Regions from separate parts of the Mus musculus genome. Here region 2 is linked to region 1. Evidence: chromatin contacts called from public HiChIP or PLAC-seq data. All regions are on one chromosome and are shown on one strand. The core of a region is the stretch at or near the end of the contact, and the rest is flanking DNA. Distances in the headings are between cores, read along the strand shown. Region 1 holds the start of Tmem140 (transmembrane protein 140). Region 2 has its middle 19 kb from the start of Cald1.

The links. HiChIP or PLAC-seq counts read pairs in DNA pulled down with a chosen protein or histone mark.
Region 2: an HNF4G HiChIP or PLAC-seq map of pancreatic cancer cells shows a contact between it and region 1. The contact joins the enhancer-like site here to the promoter of Tmem140 in region 1. A contact is called at or near these places in 2 of 39 promoter capture datasets (cranial neural crest and second pharyngeal arch cranial neural crest), 1 of 15 datasets of contacts at CTCF or cohesin (the NIH/3T3 cell line) and 4 of 115 datasets of contacts at active chromatin or transcription factors (bone marrow-derived macrophages, extraembryonic endoderm stem cells, pancreatic cancer cells and 1 more).

The regions. Positions count from the first base shown.
Region 1 is chr6:34,861,042-34,865,864 of GRCm38.p6, forward strand. Tmem140 (transmembrane protein 140) reads left to right here and starts at 2,105. Exons shown (of 2, transcript NM_197986.3): 1 at 2,105-2,299.
Region 2 is chr6:34,576,836-34,581,658 of GRCm38.p6, forward strand. No RefSeq gene overlaps it. Among named protein-coding and RNA genes, the nearest start is that of Cald1, 19 kb to the right of the region's middle. Within about 2 kb of position 2,881, at least 17 of the 459 cell types and tissues checked have an H3K27ac peak or open chromatin away from gene starts, as enhancers often do. A contact at or near this core is called in pancreatic cancer cells, where this site is marked.

The sequences.
Region 1 (4,823 bases), core at 855-3,354:
TGTTACACAAAAGGTACTTTTAGCTAGTCAATTTCCACATACCAAAACCTTATCTGATCTAGGAATTGTCTGAAGGAGCCATTACCTAAGCAACTCTCAGCCAAATGAGACTTCTCTGTTTTCCAGGCACGTCTGAATTATGGGAAGGCTCTGAGAGTCCTTTAGAAGAGCAACCCCATAAACCTCAGAGAACAACCACTATTTACAAAAGGCAACTTCAAAGCCTAGGCACCATCATTCTGGAATCCATTTCAAATACATCAGCCCTGCTAAGATTCTGCTCCATATTTCAGGGCCAGTGAGCAGCTGAGGATGTAAAGGAGCCCTGCTCCAGGCCTCATTATGTGAAGTGAATCGCCAGAACTCACGCAGAAAGAGAGAAACAACTGCAAGTTGTCCTCTGACAACCACAGTGTCTGTGTGGTGTGTGAGCACTCACACACATAACAAACATAGCAAAAACACACTCAAGTAAAGGTACTAAGTCCTCATAATAATGGCAAGGAGGCATGCCACCGTGACTCCCTCTCTCCCTTCACTCCCCCTCCAAGCTGCAGAGGCAAGGTGCTCCAATCACGTACAACTAGGAGGTTAGAGTCACCGGCTGGCTCCTCCGCCCAACCACAGTACAAAGACTCTTCCCAACCTTACAGGCTGGACATACTGGAACCAGTCACCTTTGCCCAGCTTCTTCATAAGGTAGAAGATGCGCGTGGGAGCGAATCATCAAGCTGAGAGATCAGACTACTGTCTAGAGTACCAGCAGTACTCTAAGAAGAGCCACGTCATTCAAAAGAGGCAACAGCGTCCCTAAGTGCAGCTCCACAGGAACAGCACAGATAGTGGGTCTCAGGAAGTCAGACATCAGAGCAAAGGGCTCGGAGACTCTCCCCGAGTAAATTTGTCTGGTAGGGTGTGAGGAAGTTCAGGGGCAAAAGTGGTGTCTCAAAGGGGGTGAGGGGGTGGGGTGGGAGTGGAGGACTTAGGCTTCCAGTTGAAAATGGCAAAATGGTTGATATTTCATTTTTTTTTTCTTTGCAAGACCTCATTAAAATGGCACTTTCTTTTAAAGGCAAAAGGCTGAAAGGACAACAGTGGGAAGGAGACCAGCTCTGAACTTCCTAGCAACGGGAAAGGCAGACAACATGGAACTCGGCCTCCAGGTTGCATGGGAAAATTAAGTTTAAAGAAAAACACTATACTCTATCCAACTTTGAACAAGTTTAAGAATAGAATAAAGATATCAGTTTGACAAATTAAAAAAAAAAACAAAAACAAAAACAAAAAACCTTTGGTGTCCCTCATTTCTCAGTAAATCACCTGGAATTTATTCTACCAAAAGTGAATACAGCAGAAAAGAGAAAAGCCTGGGACCCAGAAACAAGAAATCTAACCTAGCATGGCGGCAAAGGGAACCCCTGGGATGAACCAAGACCCAGTTAGGTACAGGGTGTCATGTAGAAAGTAGAGAAAGCCGCCAAGGGTTTAGCGCTATTGGGAGCTGTCTACTGTCTTTGCCAAGCTCACCCAGTTCTGAAGCTGCAGAGATCATGTGAGCCTGGGAGGCAAGAGTCCCCTCCCTGCGATCTCAAGACTAAAAGCTTTCTTTCTCTTTTACTTTGAAATGGGAACACAGTGTTTCTGTTGCTCTATAACTGTTAGATATAACTTTGCTAACGGCAAAGTTTCCAATCTAGAGACACAGTCAAGATCATCGGTTGAGTTTTGAAAGGAGAGTCCAAGGCATAGGTGCCTTCCAAAGGAATGAGAAGAGGGGACCCAGGTTCCAGGAGCTACACTGGCTGGAAGCTTGGCCATGTGAACTAAGGTCCCTCCCTAGAAAGATTCTGGGTCGTGTTTCTCTAAGAGTTGCAATGCCCTGGAGGTCTGGAAGCTGGTATCAACTTTCGCACAGTAAAATCGGGACCCTCACCTGGCTCAGGCAGGGTGCGCCAGTTGTGGGTCATGTGCTCCCATGAGCAACAAGTTGTTTACACTCTTCATTTCTGAAAAGTCATAAGACACAGGCAAGTTAAAAAACGAAAGTGAAATCAGCTGAGAGTGACATCAGTCAGCACAAATGTACCAAAGTTCAGAGCTGTTTACTTGAACGCGACTGCCTGCGAGTGCAGGCAGAGCCCAGGAGCTCTGAGCTGTCTGCTTGCAGCTTCTCTCCTCTGCCCTGGTTTCTGGAGCCTGACTTTAGAAAGCAGCCCAGGAGAAGATCGACTCCCCAGACAGACGCTGATTTCCTGTGTCACCTTTTGATGAGTGTTCCTGGGCTCCAGCGTTGGTTTTTGTAAGTACACCCCCACAACTCCACAAGGGATAAGAGGTGTTTAAGTTCCCAGACTCCACATTCTAGCAACAAACCAAGGGGGGACGCTTTGCTTGGTGTCGGTGGCCTCCTCTCTCCCCAGAGAGTGATATAACCTTTCACCTCTGTCCTGCCCCCATGCTCGTAAGCATCACTGTGTGCATCTCTGCCTCAAAAACTCTGTAAATGGTTAGAAACACACAGGTAGCTGCATGCAGCCTGGTGTTCAGGAAGCTTGTACCATTAATACCTGTGGCTTTGGGACACATTGTTCTCCAGAAGTAGGCAGGCAGACAAAAACATGTCACTACAGCCAAACTGATACCAAGATTTGAAAAACACAAAGAAAAGATCTGTGTTCTTGTCCAAAAGAGAATTATAGGACATAAAAGATTTTAAGACCTGATATCAGCCCCCAAAGGAAACTCATGGAGGGGGGATTGTCCCTTGAAACAGGTCTTTCTTTTTCTTTTTCTTTTATTTTCTTTCCTTTTCTTTTCTTTTCTTTTCTTTTCTTTCCTTTCTTATCTTTTCTGGCTGATTAATAACTCCCATTACACTTCTTTAATCTGTAAAATCAAGTTGTTGGATAGGAGAGAAAAGAAAAAAAAAAAAAAACGGGGGGGTGGGGGGAAATCTTTCAGAGACAGCTGAAGTGTGTTTTCAGTATTTCCTCCTCTCTGGGTCTTCCTAATCGCAGGTCTGAGAGTCAGCGCCTGGAGCAAGGCCTCACACATCCCGTTTTCTAAGCTGCTATTTTAGTCCCCACATTATCGAATTACTAAGGCTATGGTGGCTTGCTCTATAATCTCACTTTTCACCAACAGCACGTAATTCTGGGAACATTTTAATGTGGCCTTCACTGGGAAACACCACAGGACTGATTTTCTCCACCTCTCCTCTCTCCTGTGCACCTGTCTGGGGATGCCTTGACCACCCGTGGCCTCTCCTCTCCTGTGCATCTGTCTAGGGATGCCTTGACCACCCATGGCCTCCTCTCTCTCCTGTGCACCTGTCTAGGGATGCCTTGACCACCCCTGTGCTTTTGAATTGGCTCCTAAAAGCTGCTTCTCCATTCTAACACACAACTGACCTCCGTTATGCCTGACATTGTAGTACTCCATCCTTTCTATGATACTGCCTAGGGGTAAGGCGGTAAAAGTGGGTCATTTGGCCAAAAACACAAACCTTAGAGTCAGAGTCACCATGTTAGGAAGCCAGTCTTGGCATCTGGAGTGTCACTGAGGATGCTAGCTACAGTCTTTAGGGAGAAGAAGGTTACCCAGCGTACCTTGGAGGCACTGGAAAAACACAGATCTTTTTTTTCTTGCTAGGTTCATTCTTCTGTGAATTGTTTGTATTACCGAATCCCGTTTCACACAGCGCAGTGTTTTTCTTGATGTTTGCATGAACATTCCATACATTGTGTGTATTATCATCTCACATTTTTGGCAGATATTCTCCATGCTCATTGACTTTTAATTCTGTATTGTTTTTACTAGTGCACAGAAATTTCCATTTTTTTAAAAAAATAGCTAAATCTATAGTTTTCCTTGTAGTTTTGATGTGCTTTTAAGTTCAGAACGTACTTTCTTATTCATAAATCAGAGTTTATTTTTTTCTAGATCTTATTTTATATTGGTTCATTCTTGAATCCATGTGAAATTTATTTTGGCATATGGCATAATGTCCTAAAATAGTTCAGAGCTTTTTTTTTTTTTTTTTTTTTTTTTTGGCTTGTTAATAACAAGCCAGTTTAGCATCAGCTAGCTATAGCTAATGGAAACTAGGCCTTAAACCTAGTATCTCCAGTATGTGTATGGCTGTTCCCCAGCCCTGTGATATGGAACCATTATTCCTGCTGGTTTCTCTCCCCCTCACTTAGCCTTGTTTAGATCCTCCCTAAATCTTTTCAAAATTATCTTCTTAAAACTCTATGTAGTGTATGTCTTCCAAGTGGAGCACAAGCTTATCTGCGGGGGAAGTCGGGGTCAGGGGAATGTTGTTTGTTCCTCGTGTCTTTGATTCTCCAGGGCTCCTGGCTCAGGGACCTCCCAAATGCATCATTAGTGGGGTCAGGAGATGAAATCCTAGCCTGGGAAGGGGATGGCACAGTTCCCTCCTCAGAACTGCAGGGAAGAGCGGCAGAGCTCAAGAGCAGAACCAGGTCCTGGGAAGCCTGGTCCTCAGCCCAGGAGTCGGCTGCCTCTAAGCATGCTGGGAGACCTACCAATACAGAGAGACAGAGGTGGGACTCATCTTTAAGGGTGCTTTTTTGTCTTCAAAGTTTCTGTAACCTTTGTTCCTTGCTAGGTTATCTGTTACCCAATGCCAATAAGCAGCAAAACATTGGAACAAATACAAAGTTAATATTAAAGGAGCCATTTAAACAGTTACTTCAACTCTTGCTGTCCACGCCTTAGCCTGGACCATGCTTCTGGCTTTCTGTCACAGTGCCCTGGTACAGTCCTATCTCTGCTGGCCAAGCTGTTTTTATTTACACAGC
Region 2 (4,823 bases), core at 1,631-4,130, 280 kb before region 1:
TATTAATCATATCAATTGCAAATAAATGAAAATTGATTAGCATACATTTAAACTTAAAAGGAAATGAACTTTTGGTATGAGTCCAGAGGCACTTATGAATACATTGAAGTGAACTGTTCCTTTAAACATCAACAACTCCCAGAATATTCTCATATTCTTTCTCTGTCCCTCTGTCCCTCTGTCCCTCCCCACCCCCGCCCCCCGTGTATTTTAAAGAATATCGGGCTGGAAGTTTACTGATTACCACCCATTAGACTGAGGGCAATGGTTTAAATAGGAAACATTTCCCAGCTACACGTGGGATTCTGGGATTCTGGCTGGCCATTCTTGACTATGAGTCTGTTTTATTTTGTGAAACAGTTTCTTATCACATTTATTTATTATTCCTTCAAGGGAGACTGGAAGGGATGGCCTTTATTGAAATTCTCATGCTACCATGGGAGAAAGCTGAGTTCACAGAGAGATTGGCATGCATGCTCTTCCTGGGAACGGACACTTAAAATAACCCAGAAGACCAGTGAGCTCCTTGTCGCTGAGCTCAACAGGCTCATCCAGCCCTTTTCTCACCCTTCACACTGATGAAAGTGATGTCACATGGAAAGTCCCCACAGCCAGAGTTGTTTAAAATCCCCATGAGGGAATGATTCGGTATTATATCTCTGTGTGGATATTTCTGGATGCTAAAAACTGCTTTGGGGATATTCTATTGTTCTTTCTCACTAGTGCAACGTGATCTCCATGTATAATTCACCCAAAATACTTAGACACCATATTCATTAAGAGCCACTCAACAAATTAGTTCTGGCAGTTGAGTTCCAGCACTGCAAGGGTTTATAGCTATGTCCATGAGAGGCTGAGGCCCTGTACCAGGCAATGCAGAAATAATGATAAAAAGACAGACCTTCCTCTATCTTCCAGAAGGTACAAAGTACAGAAATGATGCTGGTAAATAAAGAGGCAGGTGGGGAGGATAAATACAACGATTTTAGATACTTACAGTGCCGTGGGTGGGAGGGTACTTAGCTCAGACAGAGGCAATCAGAAAGGCTTCCTAGAGGAATACCTGAGGGGCCAGTTGGAAACACTTGCAAGGACAGCACTCAAGGGAGAGAGAGCTGTATGCATAGAAACCTGAAGACCAGAGGAAGCAAGATTCATTAAAGAACATGGGAAATGGCTTAATGTGGCTAGAGCTTGGAGAGAAAGCTGAATGTGGGCATGGGCATGTCGGAGTGGATGGAGCAGAGGAAGGCCAAGGAAAGATGGACTGCTGGAAATATGATTAGGAGGCAGGTGATGAAGTTCTTTTTAGAAGAATAACCTTTATTCATGAATCAATCATTCACTCATCCATCTATTCACACAACAGCACACCAAGAACCAATGTTAGGACACCGTAATGAGTAAATCAAAGACAAGGGCTTTGTGAAGCTCTTGTTCTCATGAGCGGTAGAGGGAAGGCAAGAAGAGAACAATCCAGTTAGATCTATGCTGTGTAGAGAAGAAGAAACTAACAGAAGGTGGGATAAGCCATGTCTTCAATTTTTTTCAAAAGAAAACCTTTTTCAAAAGGAAAACCTTTTTCTGGGGTGTGGAGGTGGGGAAGGGTGGGTGCAGTGAGATCTTGTTGACATTGGCAGTACAAATCTGAGGAAGGGCAGGAGAAGTCCGGCAGATGTATAAAGGGAAAGAATATTCCAGGCAGAGTAAGATGTCATTGTAAAGGCCCGAGCAACACAGTGTGTTGTTGCACAATAGAGTTACAGTGAGGAAAAGGGGTCAGGAGCAGAAAGAGATGAAGTCTGACGCAGGGTGGGGCAAGCTGAGACTTGCAGTATTTCATTCTGAACATGATGGAGAAGCAGAGGACCGTCAGGATTCTGTTCCATTCCTGTTGCAGAAGAAGCGTTCATTGGGGCTGGGGGTTGAAGCTGAAGAAAGAAAGGATGCAAAGAGAGTAAGTTACAGCAAAATCCAGATGAGCAAGCAGGTGCATAGCAGTGAGGATGCTACAAGTAGAGGCAGGAGAGACAGAGACAGAGACATAGAAGATACTAAGAGGCCCTAACCGTCGGTTCATACACACATTTAACCACAGCTTGCACTCAGCATGAAATTTCCCCTATCTTTTGAGTTTAAAATGGGAATCATACTAAGGCAAATTCTATTGTCAGTGGTTTTTTGTTTGTTTGTTTGTTTTGTTTTGTTTTGTTTTTGGTTTGTTTTGCTGTTGCTTTTTTGTTTTGTTTTGGATCATAAAAGCATAACAGCTAGAAAGACAAGAATCCGGACGATATACAGTAATTCCATCTACATAAGTCAAGAGACTCACATGCAAAGCAATATTCAAAACTTTGAAAGGAAACATACAACACAGAGACAGAGCAGAAGAAGATGGTTGCCGGCAGTGGGTAAGGTAAGAGGAGGGTCGCTATAAGACAAAACAGTCCTAGAGCACAAGGGCTTTTTAGACAGAGAAAAATACCAAACACCATTGAGCCTTAGCAATGCATAGTAAGTCATTTGTGTAGTTTGGCACAGGCCTCTTAGAAAACAAATCTTGAGACCATTAGGTTCTGACAATGAGTGGTGGAGGGCAGGAAGCCGGACAGAGCATGCATGCTAGAGGAGGGGCATGGGTGCGATCAGATGGGTCCTTAGAGCATTAGAAATTCTATTTAAAGGTGATCCTAAACACATTTTTCTTTTTTTATTTCTTAACTTCCTGACTAGAACTTCCAAAACCATAGTCTATCCTGATATTGAGGGAAAACTGTGTGCTTTCCTCTCAGTGCCCAGTGGAATGTCACTGATCTCTTTGGAATGACAAATATCAGAAAAAGTTCTGTGGCTGCAGAAAGCAGTGTTCTGTGGTCTACCTAGGGTCAAGGTCCAATAGTCAGGGAGTTGGCAGCGATTAAAGTTTAAAATAACAAAACTCGGAGGGTGAGTTGTATTCCAGTCTTCAGTTTTTATATCAATGGCACTCACTCAGAACTGGGCACCCCTGTTTACAAAGTATGTTTGCATTTATTAATGTTTGCACTCCGTGTCAACTCTGTGAGATGGCTGGTAAGCGCTGAGAGTACTTTCTCAAGTGGCTTAACTTGCAGTGCGTATGCTTTCTGTGTTCTGAAATTCTCCAGGTTCTGAGATTAGGTTCTTAAACTCATTTCTTGCCACAACACTCGCCTACTGACTTCATGGAGATGTGTAAGGGAAAAGTAATGATAACACAGATGGCCCAGGGTCTTGTTTTAAAAGATGCTAGTAAACTAATTAAACACACAGAAAGAGATAATAAGATATATTTCTACTTTTTTAATATTTTGAAACATCTGTAAGCCGATCATTGTAGTTCCCAACTGTCTTAAAAAACAAAAAACAAAAAACACTATTTGACACAGAGCTAGGAACGTTCAAACTGACCCTCCACCCTCAGGTACCTTGCCAACAGAAGACATACGTAGTGCCCAGAGAAAGATTGCCTTATCTATTACACGGAGCCTTAGTCTAAATTCAGGATATGTCCAAAGTAAGTTTGACTGAGCTACGGGAAATCTTGAATCTTCTCATTTCACTAAGAAAATCCAGTTCCCAGTGAAACACAGTCTTTGTTTGACAGCAGAAATGGACAGGAGGAACCGCTAGACCTTCTTCTGAGCATAGCCCCAGACTTCCTGATCACTCTTACTCATGCCTGACAAATGTCCCCATTTGTATCTGACCCCAGATAGATATGCTCCAAGACATAGGACCCTGTTTCAGAGAAGGTGCAGACCAGTCTTCTTGAATCTAGCCCATCTCTAGTTCCATTTTCTTCAGGGAAGGGGAAACACATTAAAATGCTAGTTTGGAAGACTTGCTTGGAGCTCCCTACCTCATAACACCCAAAGTAAGATGGATCACCTAATCTGAGGACCATATAAAGAAGACCAAATTGTTTTTAAAATTTTAAAGTATCATTCTATGATATTTTGTGCTAGTCAGACACTGAAATATGGAGACTAATAATTATCCATATGCCTCTGTCTCCATTCCTAAGTCTGTGTGTACAGCTTGACTATCGTGTCTTGTAGAGCAGCAACACAGGCTTTGAATAGACAAGTTCAATAAAAATTTCCTGGAATGTCTCTATCCCAAAGACTGACTTAGAGATACTACTTCTAAGGACAGGTTTGTGTAGAACATCATGGAATTGAAAATTATACATAAGTACAGGATCTATAACTAGAAAATCACCCCGTGGAAATGGCGAGCAAAGAAGAGGTGGCCATTATAGAGCATTGGGAAGAGCAAGCTAACACTTCTCCAGGAGTCTGGCCATTCACCTCAGTTCCCTCTCACAAAGTAGCTCCTAGGAAGTTGGTTAATTGACCTTCAAGTGTCTACATCAAACCCTAGCCACACTCAGGTGTTTTCTCCTCTCCTACCTTCCAGAAGAACTCTGAGAACAGTGTATCTTCAGTGTCTCCAGAAGTCCATACACGGACTGTTCTGTGTGAGGTATTCCTGGTATTCATGAGCATGTGGGAGGACCAATCATTGGTTCGCCTCCTCCAGCCACCTGCACCTCTTAATTAGGGTATTGACAATGAAACTCCAGGGTTTCTGGCCTGCCCAAATTCACACTCAATCAATGTCAAAGTGCCAACTATTGCACACAGTTGAATATACGTAATATGTCAAATGTCAATTTCTCTTACATTATTAAATTATAGCTCAAAATGGTGGTAGAAATACAGAGAAATATAAAATGGGCACATCATCAGTAATTATATAATATGGTCTCTGTTAAAAGATTATATTAAAAGTTCTGTGTC